3 separate regions of the Sus scrofa genome follow, and regions 1 and 3 are each linked to region 2. A link is a contact called in public promoter capture Hi-C data. All regions are on one chromosome and are shown on one strand. The core of a region is the stretch at or near the end of the contact, and the rest is flanking DNA. Distances in the headings are between cores, read along the strand shown.

What was found. Promoter capture Hi-C pulls out the DNA fragments that hold promoters and counts their contacts.
Region 1: a promoter capture Hi-C map of liver shows a contact between it and region 2, with 2.5 times the contacts expected there. The contact joins two enhancer-like sites. A contact is called at or near these places in 1 of 5 promoter capture datasets (liver) and 1 of 47 Hi-C or Micro-C datasets (liver).
Region 3: a promoter capture Hi-C map of liver shows a contact between it and region 2, with 2.7 times the contacts expected there. The contact joins two enhancer-like sites. A contact is called at or near these places in 1 of 5 promoter capture datasets (liver) and 6 of 47 Hi-C or Micro-C datasets (fetal heart ventricle, heart right ventricle, liver and 1 more).

The regions. Positions count from the first base shown.
Region 1 is chr18:28,332,996-28,336,875 of Sscrofa11.1, forward strand. The region is part of intron 2 of CTTNBP2 (cortactin-binding protein 2); the gene reads left to right. Among named protein-coding and RNA genes, the nearest start is that of LSM8, 200 kb to the left of the region's middle. Within about 2 kb of position 1,891, at least 2 of the 83 cell types and tissues checked have an H3K27ac peak or open chromatin away from gene starts, as enhancers often do. A contact at or near this core is called in liver, where this site is marked.
Region 2 is chr18:28,421,194-28,425,247 of Sscrofa11.1, forward strand. All of the region lies in intron 2 of CTTNBP2 (cortactin-binding protein 2), which reads left to right. Among named protein-coding and RNA genes, the nearest start is that of LSM8, 290 kb to the left of the region's middle. Within about 2 kb of position 1,273, at least 3 of the 83 cell types and tissues checked have an H3K27ac peak or open chromatin away from gene starts, as enhancers often do. A contact at or near this core is called in liver, where this site is marked.
Region 3 is chr18:28,484,696-28,488,645 of Sscrofa11.1, forward strand. It overlaps CTTNBP2 (cortactin-binding protein 2), which reads left to right. Exons shown (of 24, transcript XR_002340261.1): 4 at 21-245. Among named protein-coding and RNA genes, the nearest start is that of CFTR, 330 kb to the right of the region's middle. Within about 2 kb of position 1,951, at least 24 of the 83 cell types and tissues checked have an H3K27ac peak or open chromatin away from gene starts, as enhancers often do. A contact at or near this core is called in liver, where this site is marked.

The sequences.
Region 1 (3,880 bases), core at 641-3,140, 88 kb before region 2:
TCTGAGGACCTGATGTACAGCATAGAAATTGTAAATAGTAATACTATATTCTAGACCTGAAATTTGCTGAGAGTAAATCTTAAGTGTTCACATCACACACACAAAAAAAAAAGTTTAAAAATTGTGGCATGTAAGGTTATGGATAAATTCATTAGCTTGATTGTGTTAATCATTTCACAATGTATATGCATATTAAATCATTGTGCTGTATGCCTTAAAATAAAGCACATTGTACAATCTAAATATATATAATTTCTATTTTCCAGTCCACAAATAACAAATGCTGGAGAGGGTGTGGAGAAAAGGGAATCTTCCTGCGTTGTTGGTAGGAATGTAAATTGGTACAAGCACTATGGAAAATAGTATGGAGGTACCTCAGAAAACTATATATAGAACTACCATATGACCCAGCAATCCCACTCCTGGGCATATATCCAGACAAAACTTTCCTTGGAAAAGACACATGCACCCATATGTTCACTGCAACACTATTCACAATAGCCAAGACATTGAAAAAACCTAAACGTCCATTGGCAGATGAATGGATCAAGAAGATGTGGTATATATACATGATGGAATAATACTCAGCCATAAAAAAGAACAAAATAATGCCATTTGCAGCAACATGATGGAACTAGAGACACATACTAAGTGAAGCAAGTCAGAAAGAAAAAGACAAATGCCATATGACGTCACTTATATCTGGAATCTAATATATGGCACAAATGAACCTTTCCACAGAAAAGAAAATCATGGACTTGGAGAATAGACTTGTGGTTGCCAAGGGGAAGGAGGAGGGAGTGGGTTGGACTGGGAATTTGGGGTTAATAGATACAAATTATTGCTTTTGGAATGGATAAGCAATGAGATCTTGCTGTATAACACTGGGAACTATATCTGGTCACTTATGATGGAGCATGATAATGTGAGAAAAAATATATATGTATGTTACTAGGTCACCTTGCTGTACAGTAGAAAATAGAACGCTGTAAACCAGCTATGATGGAAAAAAAATAAAAATCCTAAAAAAATTTTTATTTGCCAATCATAATAAAGCTGGAATCAAAAAGAGAAGTTTGTCATCTGAAAGGTGCTGCCAAAAAAAAAAATATAGCTAGAAAGGCAGAGAAAATCATGAAACAAGCAAATCACTCTATTTGCACAGGACTTTTTTTCCATGGTAGAGTCATTCTAAAGAGATGCACTGGGGTTTTAGCATGGAAATCCTATAAAATTGGATTGGGATGATCATTGTACAACTATAAATGTAATAAATTCATTGAGTAATTAAAAAATAAATAAAATTTAAAAAAAGAGTTACTATGTATTGAATGCCTATGTCATACTAAGCACTTTATACACTTTGCTTACTCCTTAAATCTATGTACAATATTATCCTCATTTTACAGGAGAGGACATGGAGTCTTAGAGAATGAGTGTCTTGATTGAGGGTCTCTTATTAGCAAGTGCTGGAGGCACAATTCACACTCAGTGCTATATCACTTAGAACTTGTACATGTTCCGGTAGGTCGTGATGTCATAGAAATGCTTCAGGATAATGCCTGTACCTCAAACGTGGCAGTTACATGTGATCATATTTGAAGATATACTTAAAAGTCAAATAAAATCGTGCAGCCATCTGAAAGTGGAAATAAAACCAAGAGAATGGCTTGCTACCATACAATTCAAAATTTGATGCTTATTAATATATTGTACATCATTTTTCTAAACACTGTTGAAAATGTAGAAGTGTAGAGTTCACGTCGTCCTGTGCTTTCTCGTGGCCTTGTGTATTTATTCTGGAGTCCTTCCAGGAACAGTCACACAAGGAGCTCTGGTGTTTGTGAAGTTTCTGAGGATTTTGGCAAGGCTAGACTCCATGGGCTGTTTGTATTTCAGCTGTCCTGCTCTGCTGACCTATCTCACTGGCTTTCGATTTTGCTGCCTCAAGTTCCATCTTCTCCGTGGCATGTGTTTGACTTTACACAAATCACTTAACCTTTTACAATTTCCGCTTCAAAATTGTGAAAGAGAATGGAAGTCATCTTTAAAGTTTCTGCAACTCTAACATTTGGTAGATTATAACTTAAAAGTTCTCTTTATGGGGGAAATACAATAATAAATAAATAAATAAATAAAAATTCTCTTTAAATTTTTATAGAACAGATATTTATGTAATAATTTGGGTTGGGTAACAAATATTTTTAAAATTATTAGTGAAATTCCAGCAACCATGGAACAACTGTGAATATTCTCAGATTGGTTATTCATCTGTTATGAAAAAAATTGTTGTTCAATGGATATAAACTCGGTTTATTATATAAAAACTAATTTGCATAACTATTAAACACATAGTATTGGGTAAAAATTAAGCCACTCTTTCTTAGGTCCATAGAGCTTTAAGTGAAAACAAATCTATTTTTTGAGAATTAAAGACACATTCTAAACTACAATCATATGTAATCTAAATATAAAACAGAGCAGTTAAGAAAAATAATATGAGGAAATATGTAAGGTTTTTGTTTTCCTTCCTTTTTTTGTATTTCAATTGTCCTTCTCAATGAAAAATAGTATTAATAACATGTTATACCTGTATGGTCTCTATGGTTTACAAAACACTTTCATATGCAGAGGAGTTACATCTTATGTGGGGGTTATGTCCTGAAGTCATTTCATAAAGTAAAAATCACATATGGATAAAATTACCCAGGAAAACCCCAGACCATAAAGAATGGTATGCATGATTTTCTACATTTAAAATATGCATATGTATGAAGGTAACTGCTTTAGTAAAAGTAGACAATAAAGAATAGTATACACGGAGTTCCATCATGGATCAGTGGGTTAAAAACCTGACTAGTATGTGGGTTTGATCCCTGACCTTGCTCAGTAGGTTAAGGATCCAGCATTGCCACAAGCTGTGGTGTAGGCTGCAGATGCAGCTCGGATCTGGCGCTGCTATGGCTGTAGTGTAGCCCAGCAGCTGCAGCTCTGATTTGACTCCTAGCCTGGGAACGTCCATATGCCATGGGTGCGGCCCTAAGAAGACACACACACACACACACACACACACACACACACACACACACACACACACACACACACACACCAGGAATAGTATATGCAATTCATCTCTCAAAGTATTAATTGCAGAAAAGCACACATAGCTTAATTTCTTGGGAAAATGCACATTATTTGTATAATGTAAATGCAAACATGACACTGTTCCACTGTATAGATTTCACAGGAGTTCTTGTGAGCTGCAGATTATTGCATACCTAAGTAGAGGAAAATAAGGCTTGGGGTACTATTAAAGCTTGTCTAAAACCTCAGAGCTAACTGAGTGGCAAAGCTACAATTGAGATATTTATAACTTCAGGTCCAGTTGTCTTTCTACCACCTCATAATTGACTCTGTATTTATTTTATTTTCTAGCTGGAGTATATAAACTTTTTGTGTCAACTTCACTGAATTTTGTAGTTTTTTTCCCACTACAGTTTATTCTCTCAGACAAAATTCTCTTCTTCAAATCATCCATTTCTCTGATAGTTCAGAATGAGAAAAGGTAAAAAAATATTATGTTTGATATGAAAAGTCTATTAATTGGATTTAATCCATGAACTCACCCATGAACTAGCATTCTAAGTTTGCTACAAGGCTACTTTATATATATGAGGCATTGTTGGGGAAATTTTTTTATCAGTTTTATCTCCTGACCTGAAAGCAAGAGTGCGTAAAGTACGTATTTAACTGCAAATAAGAGTGGGTAAAGTACATATTTAATTGCATATAAAGAGTTCACTATTTCTCTTCCTCAGGTCTGGCCCAAAAATGAATTTTAAAATTTCCAAGAGAATGTGTATCAGCTATTATGAATAAT
Region 2 (4,054 bases), core at 23-2,522:
GTTAATGTGAGTAAGTTTCATAGAATGAGGAAATACGCAAGGCAGGACATGATTATTACTTGGAAATAAATGCATAGAACAGACTCTAAGGCTGAATTAAGAGAATGAGAGATTTCTGAGTGTGGAAAGATGCACGGAAGTAGGACTTAAGCTATGTCCTGAAGATAATGGGATGCAGATGAATTAGAGGAGAAAGGAGGATTAGCGAGAACAAAGTCATAGGTGTGCAGCCCTGGCAGGGAACACTCTTTCCTTCCTGTAGCGAGAAATCAGGAGGACATAACTAGAGTTTTAAAGCATGAAAAAATGTGCTTTTCATCAGGAGAAATTCTTCTAATTGGCTGCATTCACATTTTTTAAATACTGTAAGTATTCTATGTACCTGGAAAGTTGGATTTAACTTTTTTGTGTTAAATTCAAATTTCAAATTTTGATTTTTCTCCTTGAAATCTCAAGGTGGATTTCATTGCTTGTCCCTTCTTTGAGCCATTTCTTATTCATTCTCAGAGCAGACATCTCACTCACATAGGAAGTTCTAAATGTATTCATAGTTATTAGTACCCACCATTAAACTAGGAGGAAAACATATTTCCATAACTTGTGGGCCAAGAGGCAAAAGTGATTTTCTTCAAATATTTCTCATAGGCTTCAGGGAATGACCTAAATTTCCTCAGTTGAGTAATCCAGTTACCCTAATGATATGTAAAATCAGGACATTTGGGGGCTGGGAGAGATACTTAATACAACATTCTTGTTTTAGTCCTGAGAAATCGGAGACCCAAAGAGATGAAATAATGTTCTTTCAGCCCCTCTGCTTTCTCCGATGTCCCACCTCCCGCCCTTATAAATGCACTGATCAAATGCAGGCACAACCCACTAGATTGGCAACTGGAAGAGATGTTCTTGGCGTTTGTGGGAAGAGCCAGAGAACATGTTTGCCTTGGCTGGCCACGAGGTTATCACCATAGCTGATGTGTTTGGACTAAGATCTGAGGGACACCTCTGCCACTGTGGCTCATAGTAACTTCTAAAGGCTTTGGTGGTACCAATAATGTGCAGATCGCATTAATTCCTACAGGATATAGTTGAGGGTCTTCTGACCTATTTCGACTGAGACTGTTGAGTTCCCCACAAACTATTTTAGATTTTTTTCTCAGGGAGAGTTGGGGGGGAGCAGTAGTGGTGGAAACTTGGTATTGGCCTATGTTCAGATGCAGCAGTTGAAGATGACAGTTGAGCCTGGCTCGATTTTGTCCTTTCTCCCTTCCCCTCCCTCCCTCTCTCTGAGCCTGTATGAGACTATCTGGAGGAGTGCCATGGCCATACCAACCCCAAATACTTCAGAACCGTTGCAGACTGCCGAGTCGAACGGTACGAGTTTGAAGCTGTGTCTCCTTTCATGTGTATTTGTCCCAAAAAAGGCCTTCTCTCTATCTGATGACCAAACTCTGGATTCCTTTAAGCTGCCTGTGCCAGATTTTTAAAACTAGGTGTTAAGAAGTGCTTCTCCTAGAGTGCTTTTCCTGGCAAACTTCAAACATGACAGGCGGAGGAGTGGCTGGTTTCTTTGCTTTTTTTCTTTTCTGAGGTGTCTTGCCATCCCTAAAACATTAAGTTGGGTTTTTTCTTTATTAATTAGGAAAACAATTTCATTAATAATAAAGCCTAGTCTTTGAACCTGTTTGCTCTGGGGTTATTTTTGGGGGGGTTGATGGTGGACATGGGTGTCATGTTTTCTTGGGTACCTTTATGGAGAGCCTAAGTTGTTTTGGGGGAGCCATGTGAAGCCACTTGGCATGGGATCTCAGGTCCCAGAGCAGGGATTGAGCCTGGGCTGCAGTGGTGAAAGCACCAGTGCCTAACCACTAGACCACTTAGTGAACTCTCCCTAATTTTTTTTTTTCTTTTTGGTCTTTTTACCATTTCTTGGGCCATTCCCGTGGCATATGGAGGTTCCCAGGCTAGGGGTCTAATCGGAGCTGTAGCTGCCAGCCCACGCCAGAGCCATAGCAATGCCAGATCCGAGCTGCATCTGCCACCTACACCACAACTCATGGCAACATTGGATCCTTAACCCACTGAGCAAGGGCAGGGATCGAACCCACAACCTCATGGTTCCTAGTCAGATTCATTAACCACTGCGCCACAATGGGAACTCCTCTCCCTAATTTTTTATGTGAGTGTGGCATTTAGATCTCTCCTGTCTTGTATCTTATTTTGAAAATTAGGTTATCCAGTTAATTATAAAAATATTACAAGACTAATCACAAAAAATAACAAAGAGAATGGGGGGGAGTTCCCATTGTAGCGCAGTGGAAATGAATCTGACTAAGAACCATGAGGTTACAGGTTCGATCCCTGGCCTTGTTCAGTAGGTTAAGGATCCAGCGTTGCTGTGAGCTGTGGTGTAAATTGCAGTCACTGCTCGGATCTGGTGTTGCTGTGGCTCTAGTGTAGGCTGGCAGCTGCAGCTCTGATTGGACCCCTAGCTGGGAACCTCCATATGCCTAAAAAGACAAAAGACTTAAAAAAAAAATGGGAGGAAACTTTTGTAGATGCTGGGGTTTCTTTATAGCATAGATTGTAGGGCAGGTTGCATGGGTATATACTTATCTTCAAACTCATCAAATTGCATACATTAAATATGTACAGCATTTTTTTATGTCAGTCATACTCCAAATGGTTTTTAAAAATTATTCAATTAGAATAATTATTTTTATCTTAAACTAAGAAACTTTAATACTTGATTTTTCTATTCTAAGTACTTTTGTACCATAAGTTCCTCAGGTCAGATAAATGACAAGTCATATGAAACAATGAAATATTTTTAATGGGATTTTAGCTTCTGGCCTTCTTTATTTTTCAAAAAATGCCAAAATGTTTCATAAAATAGCCAGAGTCCTAAGACTCATAACATGCTTTCATATACTTTTACCCTATTTTGCCAAAATTGGGGATGGAAACAGCAGGTATTGGAGAATGACCATTTGAAAATATTGTGGAAGTTCCTGTTGTGATGCAGCAGAAACAGATCCGACTAGGAACCATGAAATTATGGGTCTGATCCCTGGCCTTGCTCAGTGGGTTAAGGATCTGGCGTTGCTGTTAGCTGTGGTGTATATAGGTTGTAGACACAGCTCGGATCTGGTGTTGTGCTGGCTGTGGTGTAGGCCGGCAGCTGTAGCTCTGACTGGACCCCTAGCCTGGGAAACCTCCATATGCTGCGAGAGTGGCCCTAAAAAGCAAAAAAGAAAGAAAGAAAGAAAATTTATAATATTTTGATTTTTGAAGGCCAGGAGTTAGAAGTGTCTTTAGGAGTTCTGTCGTGGCTCAGTGGTTAACGTATCCGACTAGGAACCATGAGGTTGCGGGTTTGATCCCTGGCCTCGCTCAGTGGGTTAAGGATCCAGCGTTGCTGTGAACTGTGGTTTAGGTTGCAGATGCGGCTTGGATCTGGCGTTGCTGTGACTCTGGTGTAGGCTGGCAGCTGTAGCTCTGATTAGACCCCTAGCCTGGGAACCTCCATATGCCTCGGGTGCGGCCCTAGAAAAGACAAAACAAACAAAAAGAAGTGTCTTTAGTGAGGAAGCAGGAGTGAAGTGTGGGGGGAAGAGAGAGGCAGGCAGACAGATGCACCATATATTTAAAATTATAAATCATTCAGTACATTTTGATGGAAGACAGATTTTTTTTAACATTCTATGTAACATAATTTATAATTTAGCAAGAACCCCTGTAACACTTTTTTTACCTTAATGAATTTTCCTTTGTATTGATGGTGATATATTAAAAAACAGAAGTGTTGGTTGCGGATCACATGTTGTGATATTGATGCTGATGGAACCAGGGCAAGCGCTCCTGACTCTAATGTGAATCAGAGTCTTGGCAACGTCTTTCATAATTTAGTAGTTTTTAAAATAGAGTGCTTTGCTTATGAAGCTTCAGGGAAACAGGGACAATAAAATATACAATTAATTACAATCTTTAGAACCACCACCAGCAGCATTAATAAAACATTACCCTCTAAAGCACATAAGAATTGCAACTTACTCTC
Region 3 (3,950 bases), core at 701-3,200, 64 kb after region 2:
TTCCTCTGATTTTGTTCTAGGCTCGCAGGAAGGAGGTATTTATCCAGGAACGGTATGGGAGATTTAATTTGAATGACCCATTCCTGGCACTGCAGAGAGACTATGAAGCAGGTGCTGGTGATAAAGAGAAGAAGCCAGTTTGTACCAACCCCCTCTCCATCCTTGAAGCAGTGATGGCCCACTGCAGAAAAATGCAAGAAAGGATGTCCACGCAGCTGGCTGCTGCTGAGAGCAGACAAAAGAAGGTATTGAGACTTTCAAACAGTCCTTTGTTGTCATGCAGTGTAGAATGAAGAGATCATCATTTTGTTTTGTTCTTAAATATTATATTTTCAAGAAGAGTTGGGATAAGGACTTAGAAATGCAAAGTATTTAAAAATTCTGGTTGCCCTTCTCAAATGTAGCTCAAAATAACACTAAATCATAAAAGAAGAATGACAAATTTTGTCCCATATAATGGTTACTGTGATGCTTTCATTAAAATAAGGATTTGGGCTGGGGGGGCTTCCCTTTTCTAGTGCCATAAGACATGCTTCATTGCTAGATGCCTGATCCAGTAATGCCACCAAAATTGGCATCCCCAATTTTATTCAGCTTCTGTCTTCAATATTTCTTTGCATTTAGAAATTATTTTTTAATTATCTTTTTGGAAAATGAAGATAGTGTGGGAATAGAATGAAAGTTTGCATGGTGTATGCAATCTCACAACATGTCATCTTGAAGTCCTGGTCAGTCTCAGTCTCACTTCTAGGGTCTGATGGCTGTGTCTGCTGCAGACCTCCAGGCTCCTGCTCACATGTGTTTCATATAAACCAACCTCCTCGCCCCTCCTCACCTCCCCCACCAACGCACACGTGTTTATTGCACACGAACATGTACTTCAAACAGTCCTAAGTGATAAAAACTTACTGGCATCAGCCATGAGGAAGTCGAAGTTTAAAATTTGGCCTTCCAGTATGCTGCCAAGACTACCTACTGCCTTTATTGGAAAAGAGAGTGAGGAAGCCAGAGAAGGTAATGATGTCTGGTATGATTAAAAGTAAAAGTAATATGTTCTTCCAACCATTTTAAAGCATAAATTAAAATGCTGCTTCTATTTGTCCTTTTCAGAAGACTTGTTATAGCTCACATTTAATACCTGGTTAACAATTAACCTGAATGCACTACACTAGATAAATATTGATGATACCGTCATTGGACACGTGGGCTTTTCCCCTGTAATTATATCCTTGTATTAACATATGGATGCCGGTGTTCTGGTATGGGTGTTGAATAAAAGCAAACATTTTGCTCACTGTGTCACATGGTAGAAAACTAAAGCACTGGGTAAAATAGTAGAGAAGAATAGAGGGCCTTCCATGCACGTGAGACCGAATCACACAGTTTGACTCTGGACTCTGCAAACCCTTTACAAAGCCCTGCAGGGAACCACCAAGGTCTCTGGAGCTTTTCAAAAATCCCCACAAACCACATAAGCAAGAGCCAGTGTATTTCAGCTGATGTCACTAAAGCTGACTTGTATTTCTTGGATGAGACTCATTTCAGTTATGTTCTTAACTTGTCAAATGAGCTATTTCATCATAAAGTACATCTGCTGGTTTTATGCTGATTTTATCAAAAATCAAGAAAATGTTTTTTATTGTAGTTTTCATTTAATATATAAAAATGTATACTTTCCTAAATTTTACTTCAGTTTTGCATTTTATCTATCACTTCTCTTGTAAAAGAAAATAAAAAGAAATTCATTTCGAGTTGAATCAAAGATTTTATTATCTAGTTGATTTTTTTTTTCTTTAATCAGCTTACATCCTGTTTGTTTCTGAATGACTGGATCATTTCCAACCTGGCTGGAAGTGAAAGGAAATTGTTTCTGTCCTATGGGTCCTGAGAGGCTAATATGAAATGAGCCAGTGATCTGTCTCCCACGTATAACAGAGATAGAGGAGTCTTTTATGGCCAAATTCACCGGCTGTGCAGTCTCAGCAAAGGGTCTCTCTGCTAGGCAGTGCTACCCTTTGTCCCTAGAGGATATTCTATTCCGGTAGATTGTAACATGTGAGAAGAGTTAAGGTTTGTACTCTTTATCACAGATTTTTATAAAGAAAGTATCACAGTAGCTGATAAGCCCAGAAACACCAAACTCATTTGAGCAACAAAATTACCTGTCATCTTTACTCTTGAGAGTAAATATATTAACCAAACATCTTTGGTTCTCTTGCATGTAGAATAAATTGCAGCTTTAGAAGTCTAAAAGCATTAAGACACAAAAATCCATTATTTTAAATGGGTTCAGGTCTTTAAATCACTCCCAGAGCAAAAGTCAGGGAAAGCAAAGGTCCCATTATCTACAATTCAAGTGTTTATTATCTGACACCGGGCATAGCTCTGTGGTAATTCTAAGACATTTGGCCTGAATGCTGCTCTGGTTGGCCTCTCAAGGCGGGAGAAGAGGCTTCGTGCTCATTCATGCCTTGGTTCCTGCTGAGACTACTAATAGGAGGGTTAACTGTTTGGTAATTTTCGTGCCAGGAAAATTTGGGCAGGAGTCAATTTGGCAAATGGACTGAGCCTCAAGCCACTTTGAATAAGCTAATGAGTAATCATCACGGGGAACTTTGCCTCTGGTAATATCCCCCCCCACCCCACCCCCCCGACTTAAAGCCAGTAACCTAGGGTGGTTACTATTTGGGTTTTTTTTATCTTGTGCATCATCTGTTAATACAGTTTCTATTCTAATTTATTTTCATTCATTTTATTCATACTTAGAATAATTTCTAGCATTGAAGTAGGAGTGATCTTTTAATTTGAGCAGAGCCTTTAGAAGAAAGGAACCAAAATAACGAGGAAATCAGAAGGGAGCAGATTTTTTCCCAACCGGCGGGAAAACTAAAAGTAGCTCTGTGTATTGGATAAGAGCTCCTCTTAGGTAGCAGCCCAATATAATGAGGTCACTTACATGACCATAGCTGTAACAGGCAGAATTCGTAGTTGCTTGGTGGTAAAGCCAGTGTTCGTTATGCAGAAACAGCCTTTATTCCTTGGCCTACAGCGTGGTAGAGCTTGGCTGGGAGAACTAGGAGACCAGCTCTTATCAGCCAGCATCACTGACAAATGCTCACTCCAGATCTAGTCTGTAGTGGCTGCTACTTCTGCTGGGAACTGGATACTGAAGCTTGCTGACAGCAGTCAGTATTACTGCCATCACTGCTCTGGGTCTTGAGTGGTGCCTCCCCCAGCCCCACTTCTTTGCATCACTCATGTCCTAGTTGAAGCCTAGAGAGGTATAGTTGATTGGCCAGCCTTAGGCCCCATGCCCTCTTCTTTGCTACAAGACCCAGAAAGCAACTATTGGACCTATTTAACTACGGTAGGAGAGCATCATCAGTGAAGAATTAACATTGGAAGGAGTTTCAGGTGCTAGACGACCAAAAAAATAACACATGGGCCAGAAAAGAACAATCAAAATAGTGGTCGAATTTATTTCTTATGCCTTTTTCTTCTTCTTATAAATAATTGCACTTTGTTTTGCCATTTGTATTCAATATTTTTTACTTCATTATGTAACAGTTTTAACAAAATATAAATTGCTTTCTAGACTTTCATTTAAAGAGTACATGGTGGAATAATATCTAAAATAACATCTTAAAGAAGAGAATTTAGGATGTTTTGTATGTGAAAACTATTTTTAGCTCATTTCAGAGTCTGTTTTGTATAATTCATTATTGCATTTAAAAATGCATTTTGACCCCCCAGAAGCACTGCCGAGTGAGTAATCACAGGGAGCTAGAGACTGAGGTCCGCCGCTCTGAGCAGAGATTTAGAGAGAACAGTTGGCTCCATCCGTGTCTACTCATGTCTCTCCTGAAACTCTAGATGAAGAGGAAGGGGCAGATAAGAACTGCAGCGCCCAGACTGCTGACTGGTCTAGCTCTAGCCCCTATAAAGAAACA